Regions from separate parts of the Gossypium arboreum genome. Here regions 1, 2, 4 and 5 are each linked to region 3. The links are chromatin contacts, called in public Hi-C maps. All regions are on one chromosome and are shown on one strand. The core of a region is the stretch at or near the end of the contact, and the rest is flanking DNA. Distances in the headings are between cores, read along the strand shown. Region 1 holds the start of LOC108489395 (60S ribosomal protein L18-2-like). Region 2 holds the start of LOC108487056. Region 3 holds the start of LOC108458077 (U1 small nuclear ribonucleoprotein A-like). Region 4 holds the start of LOC108460493 (UDP-glucuronic acid decarboxylase 2-like). Region 5 holds the start of LOC108457828 (60S ribosomal protein L22-2).

Evidence for each region. Hi-C and Micro-C count contacts between places; a contact is called where the count stands out from the background.
Region 1: a contact with region 3 is called in a Hi-C map of leaf, with 4 times the contacts expected there. The contact joins the promoter of LOC108489395 here to the promoter of LOC108458077 in region 3. A contact is called at or near these places in 2 of 5 Hi-C or Micro-C datasets (both in leaf).
Region 2: a Hi-C map of leaf shows a contact between it and region 3, with 4 times the contacts expected there. The contact joins the promoter of LOC108487056 here to the promoter of LOC108458077 in region 3. A contact is called at or near these places in 2 of 5 Hi-C or Micro-C datasets (both in leaf).
Region 4: a contact with region 3 is called in a Hi-C map of leaf, with 2.5 times the contacts expected there. The contact joins the promoter of LOC108460493 here to the promoter of LOC108458077 in region 3. A contact is called at or near these places in 2 of 5 Hi-C or Micro-C datasets (both in leaf).
Region 5: a Hi-C map of leaf shows a contact between it and region 3, with 3 times the contacts expected there. The contact joins the promoter of LOC108457828 here to the promoter of LOC108458077 in region 3. A contact is called at or near these places in 2 of 5 Hi-C or Micro-C datasets (both in leaf).

What each region holds. Positions count from the first base shown.
Region 1 is chr8:124,295,512-124,298,211 of ASM2569848v2, reverse strand. It overlaps LOC108489395 (60S ribosomal protein L18-2-like), which reads left to right and starts at 1,355. Exons shown (of 5, transcript XM_017793927.2): 1 at 1,355-1,510; 2 at 1,603-1,692; 3 at 1,797-1,925; 4 at 2,029-2,211. The coding sequence starts at 1,508.
Region 2 is chr8:124,335,020-124,337,719 of ASM2569848v2, reverse strand. It overlaps LOC108487056, which reads right to left and starts at 1,352. Exons shown (of 1, transcript XM_017791276.2): 1 at 495-1,352. The coding sequence starts at 1,145. The coding sequence ends at 618.
Region 3 is chr8:124,486,756-124,489,455 of ASM2569848v2, reverse strand. It overlaps LOC108458077 (U1 small nuclear ribonucleoprotein A-like), which reads right to left and starts at 1,382. Exons shown (of 5, transcript XM_017757318.2): 1 at 1,068-1,382; 2 at 807-979; 3 at 361-454. The coding sequence starts at 1,152.
Region 4 is chr8:124,742,380-124,745,079 of ASM2569848v2, reverse strand. LOC108460493 (UDP-glucuronic acid decarboxylase 2-like) reads left to right here and starts at 1,450. Exons shown (of 7, transcript XM_017760008.2): 1 at 1,450-2,307; 2 at 2,399-2,546. The coding sequence starts at 1,690.
Region 5 is chr8:124,661,334-124,664,033 of ASM2569848v2, reverse strand. LOC108457828 (60S ribosomal protein L22-2) reads left to right here and starts at 1,396. Exons shown (of 3, transcript XM_017756987.2): 1 at 1,396-1,552; 2 at 1,650-1,894; 3 at 2,399-2,691. The coding sequence starts at 1,665. The coding sequence ends at 2,543. LOC128280015 (small nucleolar RNA SNORD14) reads left to right here and starts at 2,027; the gene lies at 2,027-2,150.

The DNA.
Region 1 (2,700 bases), core at 106-2,605, 190 kb after region 3:
AAAATATTTATTATTTCAAAACACTATAAACAAACAAGAAACCAAATGATTTGAAATATAGTACAAGAATGATCTAGTTTCTTAAGCTAGAGATTGAACTTGAATTCCATAACCAAATAGATTATTATGATTTTTAAAAGCTAATTCTAGAACATTTTTCTATTAAGATTGTAGTTAATAAATTTAATTAATGGTTTAGCACATTTTTCTAGGGAGGGAAGGAGGGAGGGAGGGAGGGAGGAGAGAGAGGGAGGGGGAGAGAGAGAGGAGGGAGAGGGAGAGGGGAGGGAGAGAGGAGAGGGGAGAGAGAGGAGGGAGGGAGGGAGAGAGAGAGAGAGAGAGAGAGAGAGAGAGAGAGAGAGAGAGAGAGAGAGAGAGAGAGAGAGAAGGAGAGGGAGGAGAGGGGAGAGAGAGATAGAGAGAGATAGAGAGGGAGAGGGAGAGAGAAAGGAAGAGAGGGAGAGAGAGGAAGAGAGGAGAGAGAGAGAGAGAGAGAGAGAGAGAGAGAGAGAGAGAGAGAGAGAGAGAGAGAGAGAGAGAGAGAGAGAGAGAGAAACCTATAATTAAATCGACACCGGAGGCTCAACTGTGGGTGGAGCAAGCAAGCAAGCTAAGGGACTGGGAGGGGTTGTCGAGTTGAGTGAGGAAGTCAAATCGGCACTGGCAAATAGGCTAAGTATTTTGTTTTAGGGTTTAAATTAAGTAGAGAAAAGATAATGTTAGGCATTTGTTAATGATTACAATAGAGGGGACAAACATGAAAAAAAAGAGGAAAAGATATAGATTGGGGATTTTAAAGGTGAGGGAAAAATGTGAGGTAAAATTGAAACCTTGGGCTAATTTGTTGTTTCACCCATGCCCTGAATCACCTGTTTATTAGAGAATGGCATGCTACCTCTTTCCTATATAAGCCTGTATTCAACACGAGTCATAATGGTTTATTGTAGTCAATCAAATAATAGTTTTGTGATGGGCCCACTGAATTGGACTGTAATGCATTGCTAATTCTCTCCAACTTAACATAATGTAAATGTTTAGCTGTCAAATGTTATAGTTGAAAATTAAAAGGTTGAATTTAGATATAATGTTGGAAACTTAAAAAAAATTATATTTAAATACTTTAATGAAATGTTTAAAAAATAAATATAATGATTAATGATATTTAAATAAATATATTTGTAGATGATATTTAAATAATTAAATACAATAATAAATGAAAAAAATTAACACTTGTGATTTGAGAAAGTTGGCAATGCTTTGGGCTAGAGAACTTAACATGGGCCTCTGAACTTCAAATTCAAATTTATTCATCCGTTTCTGGCCCCAATAAGCTCAGAACTACAGCCGGACTCATCAAATCAATGGATTAAAGAAGCTGGTGACATTGGAATTAATGGATCTCAATGGGAAAGATTTCTAAAACCCTAGGTCTCTCACACTAAGTTGCTATTAAGGCCATTTTCCCTCACTAGGCACTGCCTTCCCCCTCGTATCAGCTTCACAGGCCATGGTATCTCTTTCCTCTCCCAAACCCTCACTCAGAGCCATATCTTTATTTTTCTAATATTTTTTTGAACCTTGTTCTTTTCTTTGCAATTTCAGGGTATCGACTTGGTCGCCGGCGGCAAGAGCAAGAAGACGAAGAGAACTGCTCCCAAGTCCGATGATATCTACCTCAAACTCATCGTCAAGGTTCCTGCTCTGTTCCAGTCGTTTCATTGTGCTTTTGTTTTTTTTTTTTTTGGTTTAATGAAGGAAATTTGAATGTTTTTAAATGTGTTTGCATCCATTATCAGCTTTACCGATTTCTGGTAAGAAGGACTGGCAGCAAATTCAATGCTGTGATTTTGAAGCGTCTTTTTATGTGCAAAGTGAACAAGCCTCCTCTGTCTCTATCCAGATTGATTGAATTCATGAAGGGCAAGGTGACTCACTTTTCTTTTGAATTTGTTTCTAAGGTTTTTCCAATTTCTAATTTAAATTATTGTGTGATGAGTGATTGATCTTATTATTGGTTTGATCAAGTAGGAGGATAAGATTGCAGTGGTAGTTGGAACTGTCACCGATGACATTCGTATATATGAAGTTCCCGCTCTGAAGGTTACTGCATTAAGGTTCACTAAGACAGCGAGGGCGAGAATTGACAAGGCTGGTGGGGAATGTTTAACGTTTGACCAACTTGCTCTTCGAGCACCTCTTGGACAGAACACGGTATGCTTTATCATACAAATCTTTTACTTCAGTTGCCTGGATTCTGCAATTGTTTACTAGTCATCTCGAAACTGAAATTATCTGGTTGTTGTTTGGAATTGCTGACTTGTTTTTGCTAGCTTTGGAATGTCATATATTAATCATTTTTTGGTAGGAAGGATTGATGATAAAACTTGGTTTGAATTGTATGAATGGGCGAAGTTCTAATAGCTCAAATCATACTAAGTTTTGAGTTTTGGGCTTCTGTGTTGTATAGATAAAAGTGTTCCTCCTCCTGTCTTCCTGCAGTGGTCAATTGAGTATTTCACTGTATGATTATGGCAGTTCTAAAGTGCAGGTGTAGGTTCGCCTTAACAAAGTAAATTATATCTTATTTTGTGCAATCCACCTTTGTGAAATACTTTCATTTCAAAAGATTATACTCTTTGAATTATGTCTTTCATATCATTTCCCTGTTTCTCTATTGGTTTAACAGATTTCATTTGAAGC
Region 2 (2,700 bases), core at 103-2,602, 150 kb after region 3:
CATTCTGCCCTCTTTACCTCATTCCAACTCTTCATTTTTCTTGAAATATCAGATACATAAGGATACTAAGATCAACCTAGAAGTATATATATCTGAAAAAAGACTAGAAAAACATCAACCTGCCTGTGTTGTACTCATACCCGATATTTGATGCTTAGCCACGAATCTTATCAACATAGCTTAATAGTTACAGGAAATCACTGTTCCGAAATTGTTTAGAGTACACGATCTTGTGAATAACTTCTATAGTAGAATGCAGAATAACAGGATGGGGATCTGTTTAACATGGTCTTAGCATTCTAAACTATCTGGCTCGTAGCATTAATAAGGGTTGCACTAATGTTTTAACCTATTCTACATTATCTTGCTTTATCTTGCTCATATCACTAACGTGTGGTTGATCAGTTCTTCCCTAAACCAAGCATTTAAAGGATGAAACCAATACCAACCACATAAACAGCAACAAATAAATATGAGTTCAAGGTCTAAACCCATTAAAAAAGTTGAGTCCATCAATTTCGATTAACTAAAAACCCAATTCAATTTAAACCAAGGTTCATCCAAATCCGTTTTTCATGAACCTCTGTAGTTAATTTATTCTACCCCCACAAATTCCTCTAAATTGAAGGAAAAGAAGACTTAATTCTAAGTTTGCTTACTTTCCCATTACTATTAGCGCAATCCAATCCGCAGCCGCACTGTGGGCACTCGTAAAAGTTGTCAATAGGAAAGCTAGCAGATGCAATCCCCACCGAAAATTCCAGCTCATCTTCATCTCTAACAACCTCCACGATGTTGAGCCATAAAAACAGGATCTTGACACTGATTCCACTCAGGTTTTTGAGCCTGTTGTTGGAGATGATCCCGCTGATCGTGGATTTGTATTTGAGTTGATAAGACCCTTCCAGTGAGAAGCTACACGAACCCTCTAAGTAGGCATGGAACCGACCGGTGGATTCATCTAATTTGTACTTTAAGACGCCTTGGGGGAGAAGCCCAACGGGGAAGTTGTAGCCTTGGAGGACTTCGTAGGGTGAAAGGGAGTCGCCGGTGAGGTTGAGGGGGGATGACGTGGCCAGTGGGGTGTGGAGGAAGAGGAGGAGGAGGGCGGCTGTGAAAGTGGCGGTGGGCGGAAGGAAAGCCATTGCTTTGTTTGGGTTAGGCAGCGAAAGAGGACAGTGGAGGAAGATGAGGGGAAAGGAGATGCCTTGTTACCGAGTGCGTGTCGGGGGGTTGGCCGCTTTGGTTAATGAGTGATGAGTGATGAGTAATGATTGACTTTAAGGGAGGAAAGGGCCACATGGTATTTGGCTGTCTTGGAGCACGTTGTTAACCGGAAATGAGACAAATCGGGACGCAAATTTCTAAAGCGGTGAGTAAGCTATTATTCTTTGTGTACGCTTAACAGGGTTAATTGGCTAATTATATTAATCATTTAATAATCAATATTATATTAATCAAATTTTTAAGTCCATTTTACATTTAAAATACATCATGTATTACTACATTATTTAATATGTAAAAAAATTCTTTTAGTATCTATCTTTAATAGACCTACAAAATATCGATGATTAATTATTAGACTTACTCCAACAGATCGTTGAGAAATAAAATAAAATAAATCCTTTTAAATTTTAATGATACGCCCTTTTCATATTTTAGATTCAATTTGTTTATAAAATGAGTAGAATTTAATTTGTGTGTTTTCAATGTGCTTCATTGTAGCATTTAATAAACAAATTAATAATTAGTCTTATAGAAAGATTTAATTGATACAATATTAATATTTTAATAATTCAATTATAATATTTTAAAGTTTAAGAATTCATTTAAAATTTGAATGATAGTTTGAAAACCTTTTATAGAATTAACCCTTAAAAACATTTTTTTCAAAATAATTTATATTTCGTTGATTTACATTTTATTTATTTATCAATTATTAGAGAATAAAATAACACCATCTTCAAAATCACGAGGTGAATTGCATGGTATATTAGTTGTAAACGATGTCTCAATATTTCTCACTTTATTTACTAATGACAATTTTTTGCTCTTTTGGGCCACTGATTCTGAATGTACAGTGGTAAGGAGATACTCTGTGAGACGACGTCAGGACTAGCAATTAACTTTGTAAAGTCAGGAATCATGTTTAGTTCAAACACTAGTGGCACCATTCAAGATTCAGTTAAATCTATGTTGGGCATTAATAGCCCTATTGATCATGAGCGTTATCTCGAGCTTCCTTCGTTGGTGGGTCGTAACAAGTGGCAAGCCTTTGCTTTTATCAAGAAGCATATTAGTAAATGCATTTTTCATTGGCAAAATAAGTTATTGTCTTGGGTAGGTAAAAAGGTCTTGATAAAGAATGTTACTCAATGTGTTCTCGTGTACAACATGAGTGTGTTTTTGTTGCTTGTGCCTTTATGTGCTAAGTTGCATAGAATGTTGAACTTGTTCTGGTGGGGGTTCTAGTTGAAATTGTCGTAAAGGAGTTCACTGGACGATGTGGGATCGTCTATGCGTCCCTAAGAAGTGGTGCGGCATAGGATTTATAGACTTTTATTGTTTTACCTTGGCGTTATTGGGAAAGCAGGTTGTGGATTGGTTTCAAATGCAAATAGTTTAGTTAGTCATTTCTTTAAGGCTAAATATTTTTCCAGTTGTAGTCTTTTTGAAGCTGATGAGGTTACCAATTAATCT
Region 3 (2,700 bases), core at 133-2,632:
AGGTAACAATGCCGGCAAAACTAATGACTTAATTGGTGGGGCAAAAGAAAATAACAGTCAGAAGAGGAAGGAGCTGAAGGAGGGAGATTTATTTTGACATTAAGGCAATTTATAATGCATCTAAATGGGCATGTCAAATTGATCAGCAACATCTCAATAGTAAGACATGCAAAATTAGAAGGCAGGTCTAAAAAACTCAAGGCTATAAATCCAAGTAGAAGTAAAGAATCTATTATTAACAACATTTGTAGCAATACTAATTGCATGCACATACATAGACAATGGCATGCAACAACACCGATATTACTTGCTCAATTGTTAGCGTTTCTAACCAAAGGTGAAAGAAAAAGTGGAAAGTACCCTTTTCGTCATGCCTCTTTCGCTTCTCTCGGGGGACAAAAGAGCCATCTGCTTTTGCTATTATGTCAGATTTAGTCTTTGCATATTGTATTCTCTGCAAATAATTGCACATTACATACATTATTCACAGTAGCAAAGGTTTTAATGCTTTATGGAAGCAGAGAACACAGTTAACATGAATCACCGGAATACAAAGAAAATCCACTTAGGTGTCCATAAATACTTCATATACTTCTGATTTTTTATTTTATTTTTACTTTCGACATAGTAAAAGAAACCCAGTCATTTGATGCATTTTCCACTAACAACAAAAGGCTAACAAACCAATATAGTCAAATATAAAAGAAGAATCTGAACAAAGAAATCAATTGAAAACCCAGAAGAAACAAAATTGTCGAATATGCAGAGGTAGAAAAAATTCGAAAAAAAAAAAATACTGCGTATACCATTTCCTTGTCGTAAAAAGGAAAGCCCTGCATTCGCCCAAGAGCATTGGTAGCGGAGGTAACATCCTCGAAAATAACCCAAGCTTGACCTTTATGTTTCAGAGTTTTAAATGCTAACACATCCAATATCTTCCCAAATTGTGAAAAGACTGCGTGCAACGATTTCTTCAACTCTGCAAACATCATTCAAGGAAAAAAAAAGTAAGAAGAAAAAATCAATGTAAATCCATTTTAATTTGAATAAAGAATTGAAATAAGTACGGTCGATTTTGATCTTCTCGTTGAGATTGTTGATGTATAATGTCATATTGGGAGGAATTTCTTCATCCTGACTAATCTCCGCCATGTTTCCCCCTGGCTCAAGCTCTAACCACAATCAAGCAGCAATGAATGAGTGAGACGAGCAAAATGGAGGTTTAACTTGGGTTTTTTTTTTTTAGGGTCAAACTGCCCTAATCGGTTGCAGAAGAGTTGACAGGGAAGATCCGGAAAGGTTGAGATAAGATTGGGCTGAGATGGATCACTTTTCCTCGATTAGGGCCAATGGCCATGCTCTTTGGGTATTTGGGCAGGGTTCGCTTTGACAGTAACCATTAAAATGATAGATACGAGAATCATCTACTAATCTCTAAGATTAAGATACCAACATAATAAGCATGTCCAAGTCTCATCCCAAATTAGGATCCACAAATCTCTGTAGGAATAAGTCTGGAAAGTCAATTTTTTGAGTAATTTCATAGATTTTACATCAATTCATTATCAAATCAAAAGCTTTATTTTTTCCTTTCAAGCTAAATGATTTTTTATTCTAATATTTAATTAATTTTTAAAAAAGTATGCTATTATTTGCAATGATTCGTTAAAAATAACGTTTTTAATTTAAATTATTGAGTATAATTAAAATGCATTAATTTATTGATTCAAATATCACGATGAAAAATTTTCAAATGATAATTAAAATATTTTAAATAAATGTCACGTATAATATAATTTTATTATATGTAATTAATGTAAAGTAATATTTTTTTCAAATTAGTAACTAATTAACTTTGATGTTTTAACAAGTAATTATTCTATTTGATATCAATAAAATATAAATTTAGAAATAAGATAAAAGGTGAGAAGTTTCGTAATCAAACTCGTGTTTATATGTGTAAGTTTGTTGGCCCTAAAATCTTGATTGTTGGGGATACTTCTAGGCAAGATTACCAAATATTGATAGGTAGTTGTTAGGTCAAGTGTTCTCTGATTAGCTGCTAAATAAGTTGAATGCCTTGGTCTAATAAATATTGGATCATGCTTAACTTATAATATGATATAACAATGTGAAAAATAATTAATTTGATATATTAATACTACAAAACAAAATTAAATATGGTAAAAGGATTATAGAGGTAGTGGATATCAATAAAAATAAAGATAAATTTGGATATTCATGTAAGAATAGTGGACTAAAGTGGATAAGACAATTATCAATACGTCATTCAATTGCAATCTCTATTCAAGTGTTTTGAGATTTTGATAAAATGGATTAAATTTGGGTAAGGCAAAGTGGAGTAGCTGGCAACATTATGATTTTTTTTTATTGAGTTGGTGTTATTCATTAATAAAATTTAATTTAGTTAGAGAATTATTTAAAAAATTATCTTATTTCCAAAGTAAATTATATGATTGTGAGAGTATTTTTGTCTTTTATATAAATCAATAAAAATTATCCATAATGATATTTGAACTATGGACACTATACATATAAAACTTTTTCATTTACCATTTGAACTGAAATAATTTTTAATTTTTATTTGAAACTTTAATAAGTGTGTTTAGTACCAATAAAGGCTCATTTCCGAAATTATTTACAGAAATGGGCTATTTTTAAAAATAGTAACGGGTATGG
Region 4 (2,700 bases), core at 201-2,700, 260 kb before region 3:
TTATGATGTATAATATAATATATATTTTATTATAATCATCCTAAATACTCATATATGTTCATGTTCATAATATAATTTTTGTAACTTGTATACAAATAAATTTTTAAATTTGGATTTACGTGTAATTACTCTAATTCTCATCTCCATTAAAATTAAAAATTATAATGGGAATACAACAATTACACTCAACTTGATAGAATAGTTATCTAAACGTATCATCATTGTGTAATTATGAACAATTACATCCAAATTAAATTATTAGGTGGTTTTTTAGATACTACCAATGTAGTATAATTATGTAGGAGTTTGGGATGGAATTTATGGTGTTAGCCAACAAAGATTATCGTTTTTCGAGGAAGTATTTATGTATAAAATTTGATTTCTTTTAGGTTGCTTCCTATCTAAAATCTATTACTTGGTGTAAAACTTGACACCAACTCATTGAGATTTAAAACATAGAAAAAGAAAGTATGGGAGGCACGTGCAGGGAGGAAAGTCAACGTCGCTTAAGATGTGGGCGCCAACGACCTTGCAAATGAGAAGGAAAGGCAGCAGCCACCCAACTCTAATTAAGGATGAATTGTGAAGTGAACATAGTATTTACCTATTTCTCTTGTCTTTGATCTAAAACGTGCAAATCCCTTGTCGTTTAGAAGAAAAAAAAAATTAACAAGAATAAGGGAAAACGTAATCATTTGGCATAACCACCTACGCAAGAAAAATGGACATCCTCTCTTCACCAAATTTATATGCCCATTCCTTCATTTCATTTCATTTCATTTTCATACTCAAATTCCAATTTATACTAATTCAAACCCCTCATTCGCATGCTTCATAACTAATCTCATTTTTAACCATGTGTTGTATTTATTATGTATAATGTCACGTCTACATGTTTTAACTAATTTAATCATTATTCTTTTAAGCTGCATTTAATCTTTAACCTTTTAAAAGAATTTTATGAACTTTTATAATTTTTTAAAATTATGAATTTATTTGTGTTGTTAATATTTTCTAACTTTTAAATTATTTGTATATATGGTATATAAGTTAAATAGTGTCATATCAACATGAAATAAACACAAATTATCATGCAAGTTGTCATGACAACATCATTAATAATTTATGTTTTAGTTAGCGTTTAGTTTAAAAATAATTTAACTTTTTTAAAAGAAAAGTAATAATAAAATTTAATTAAAAACAATAAATTAGCAAAATTATAAACATTAAGACATAAAATTATCTACCAATATACACACGTTAAAAGCAATAAATGGCGGAACTTTAGTGAAGAATATTTGGTTGAATGTGGAGAAAAACAAAAATATTTTAAACATACCAAAATTTGGGTAGATTTTGTAATAAGCCCAGAAATGACGGACCGTTTTGGTAATAAAAGTTCCTTTAAAATTTGTCCACATTACGGTACCTTTTTAATTTTCAAACTAAAATAGCTTTGAAAAAGTAAGGCCATTTCCGTAATGTCATACCTTTCCTAAACCCTTATTTATATTTATTCTCCTCCTTTATTCTTCAGGCCAGAATTGAGAATTCCCTGTTTTCATTTCTTGTTTAACACCACCACCTCCATTCCAACTCAGCTTCTACACGCCGGCTACTCACTTCAACAAATTCTTTTGAATTATTTCTTACGAATCGAGTTTGATTTTCTTGGAAGTCGAAAATACGATGGGGTCGGAGCTGATTTATAGAGGCTCTGAGACCCAGCCTTCTTCAGATTCATATTCGCCCAAACCCGTAAAACCATGGGCCTCCGTCACCCGCCCCATCCATTACCTCCTCCGTGAACAACGCCTCCTCTTCGTCTTCATCGGCATTGCGATCGCCACCCTGATTTTCACCGTCTTCCCAACTTCACCCGCTCCGTACGTCGCTCCTCATAGCCGCTTCACCACCCTGATCCCCGATTCCATCACCTACTTCCCCATCGAGACCCAACAGAAGTTCTCCTCCGCGCACCGCCTCGGGTTCGGGTCGGCCAACCCGACAGGCAAGATCCCGTTGGGGCTGAAGCGGAAAGGTTTAAGAATCGTGGTAACGGGCGGAGCCGGGTTCGTGGGATCCCACCTCGTGGACCGTCTGATTGCCAGAGGAGACAGCGTGATCGTCGTTGATAATTTCTTCACCGGAAGGAAACAGAACGTGATGCACCACTTCGGCAACCCCAACTTCGAGCTTATCCGACACGACGTCGTTGAACCGTTGCTGTTGGAAGTTGACCAAATCTATCATCTCGCTTGCCCAGCTTCCCCAGTTCATTACAAATTCAATCCCGTGAAAACTATCATATCCTTTATATTGCTTCAAAATATTATTACTGGTTTACTGCAAGCATGTTAATTGTTTTGTTTCTTTAACCAAACCATGTGTTTTGCACAAGACAAATGTGGTGGGAACATTGAACATGTTAGGCCTGGCAAAAAGAGTAGGTGCTAGGTTCTTGTTGACCAGTACAAGCGAAGTCTATGGAGATCCACTGCAACATCCTCAGAAAGAAACTTATTGGGGCAACGTCAATCCCATCGGTTAGCCATCAAAAGCTTATGTTTTTCACATCAAATGGTAGGCATGTTGGGGACATTTATGTAAAGTGAGATTTAATGTTAAAGTTCAGATCTAGGTGTAGTTTAGACGCGTGTCTCTGACAGAACCTTTCCGAGCTTACAATTTTTCAAAAGT
Region 5 (2,700 bases), core at 147-2,646, 170 kb before region 3:
GACGTCTCTTGTTTTTCCTTTCCCTTTTGACGGCCTGAAGTCGTTGTCGCTATATTCAATAATTCAATAAATAAAGAAACATTAGATTTCATTCATTCCACATCCAAATACAAACCCACATATATTAAATTTTATTCAATTTAGTCCCTAAACTCAGGATAAACATAACTTCGATTTCTAGCATCAGATTAAAATTTGATTTCATATATTTTCATTAGGGACCTTATATTTTCTATTTATAACATAATTTCATGATAGATTTTACATTTATTCAATTTGGTTCCCAATGTAACAAACTTAACAAACAAGATAAATTAACTTTACAATTTAGTCCTTTTAATAATCTAAGCTTAAAATCTATCAATTTCAAACCTAATTCCTCAATTAATCAACAATGAAAGCTTTCCAAAACTTTATCAATTTACCAAATTGGTACATAAGCTAGTTAAATCAAGCTTCCATGATCACAAGTCTATAAAAATTGCAAGAAAATGGCTTGATTTCACTTACCAAATTAATGGCTGAATACCTACAATTTTGAAAGCTTTCGTTTGGTTTTTCTTTCTTATTTGGACGGTAGATAAATGAAATGAAGGAGATGATACTATTTTCTCCTCTAGTTTTAACTTATATAGTTAATTAAAATTAATTAATTTGATTTAATTAAATATAATCAACTTTAATTTCTAATTAAGCTTAATGGTTTCTCACATAATCATCCACCATCAACAATTTAAAAATGGTTTAATTACCATTTTGGACCTTTGTTTAATTTCTATTTAGGTCCTCAAATCTTGTGTTAATTAAAATTTAATAACAATTAAATTTTTATAATTTAGTCCTTGAGGCTTAATTAATCACATTTTCGGTTAAATTGCTCAGTCAAACTTCAACATATTTTTATAATAACCCCGAAAATATTTTTATTTAATATTTACGGACGCGGTTTATGAAAATTAGGTTTTGAAATCGCATTTTCTCACACCATTGAATTTCGAGTTGTTATAGGAACCGAACCGAATTCTATTTTTATTTAATATAAAATAATTTAAAATTTTATTATATAAAATAAATATTTTTATTTAAAATAGTGAAAATAATTTAAAATTTTGTTAAATAATATTCAAAAGTTATAAAATAAAATATGTTTTGTCAAAATAAGTCTAAAAATTTAAAACAAAAAATTAATATGAAAAAAGTCAAAAACTAAATCAAGAGGAACCAAATTATAATAGATGATTCATAAAATATAAAAAAATTCGACCCTACCAAACCGATATCACGTTTACTATTAGAATTAATTACACAATTTAAAATCCAGGTTCATTCACTGAATAATTTGGGCCATAAGAATTGACTTTACATTGGATGGTCGCATCAGTATCCGTTTTTTCATTTAAGCAGAGAAAGGCCGAAACCTTAGGCAAGCTAAAAAGCCCAACTCTAACACTCCAAAACTGAAAAACCCTAGTGTGGAATCCATATATTCTTTACCCTCTGCACCAAGCATTTGTGACATCGCCGTCTTCAATAACGAAGATACAGTGCTAAGGTACTCTCTCTCTCTTCGCTCTCCCTCTATTACTGCTGTTAGTCTTAGTCTTTCTCTTGTTTTTCTTTTTAATTGATTTGACCAAGTGAAAACGCAGTGAGTTGGTGTGAGGATGAGTCGTGGTGCAGCAGCTGGAGCTAAGGGAAAGAAGAAGGGAGCCTCCTTCACCATCGACTGTGCGAAGCCGGTTGAGGATAAGATCATGGACATCGCTTCTTTGGAGAAGTTTCTTCAGGAAAGGATCAAGGTTGGTGGCAAAGCCGGTGCTCTAGGTGACTCCGTCACTGTCACCCGCGACAAGACCCGTATCACCGTTACCTCTGACTCCAACTTCTCTAAGCGGTACTTTCTCCATTTCTCTTTTGATCTTTTGGTTGTATTATTTGAACCACTCGTATATATAGATCTTAAAGTTTGTTTGAATCTTAAGCAACCAAAAATGGCAGAAATCTTTTAGATTTAGGGTTAATTTAAGGTCGATGATGACAAGTTTTAAGGCTTGTTTCTCAAAACATTCGCAGTGGCCGCCTGAGAGCTTTCGCCTTCGCCGGGCTTGAGAGCTTCTGCTGCTTTAATCCTTCCTTGGATGTCTGAGGCCTTCCTAGTTGATACTCTCGTCTTTACTTAGTAGGGGAATGGCTTTTTGTTTGCTTTATAATTTTAATTGAATCCTTTTAAAGATATGACAGATAAAGCGTTTTGGTTTATGACCAATGATGACAATTCTTTTGCATTGTTTCTTCCTTGATTGTGTACACTTTTTTCTGTGGTATTTGGTTCTTTGTTTTAAAGGGGAAAGAACCATCTTTTAATTTGAGTTTTGGCTGACGGTTGCTTGGTTTTTAGGTACCTTAAATACTTGACTAAGAAGTACTTGAAGAAGCACAACGTCCGGGATTGGCTTCGGGTGATTGCTTCCAACAAGGACCGTAATGTTTATGAACTCCGCTACTTCAATATTGCTGAGAATGAAGGGGAAGAGGAAGAATGAGCAATCAGTTCAGTTACTTTTCTCTGTTACCTATCTGGTTTATTAGTTCAGAGGAAACTTGTTTGTGTCAAATCGTTGGACTTGTTTGGGTTTGCTTTTTGACCCTTGGCTTTATTTTCAATGAAGTTTTGGTTGCTGATAGTTAAAATTTTTTGTT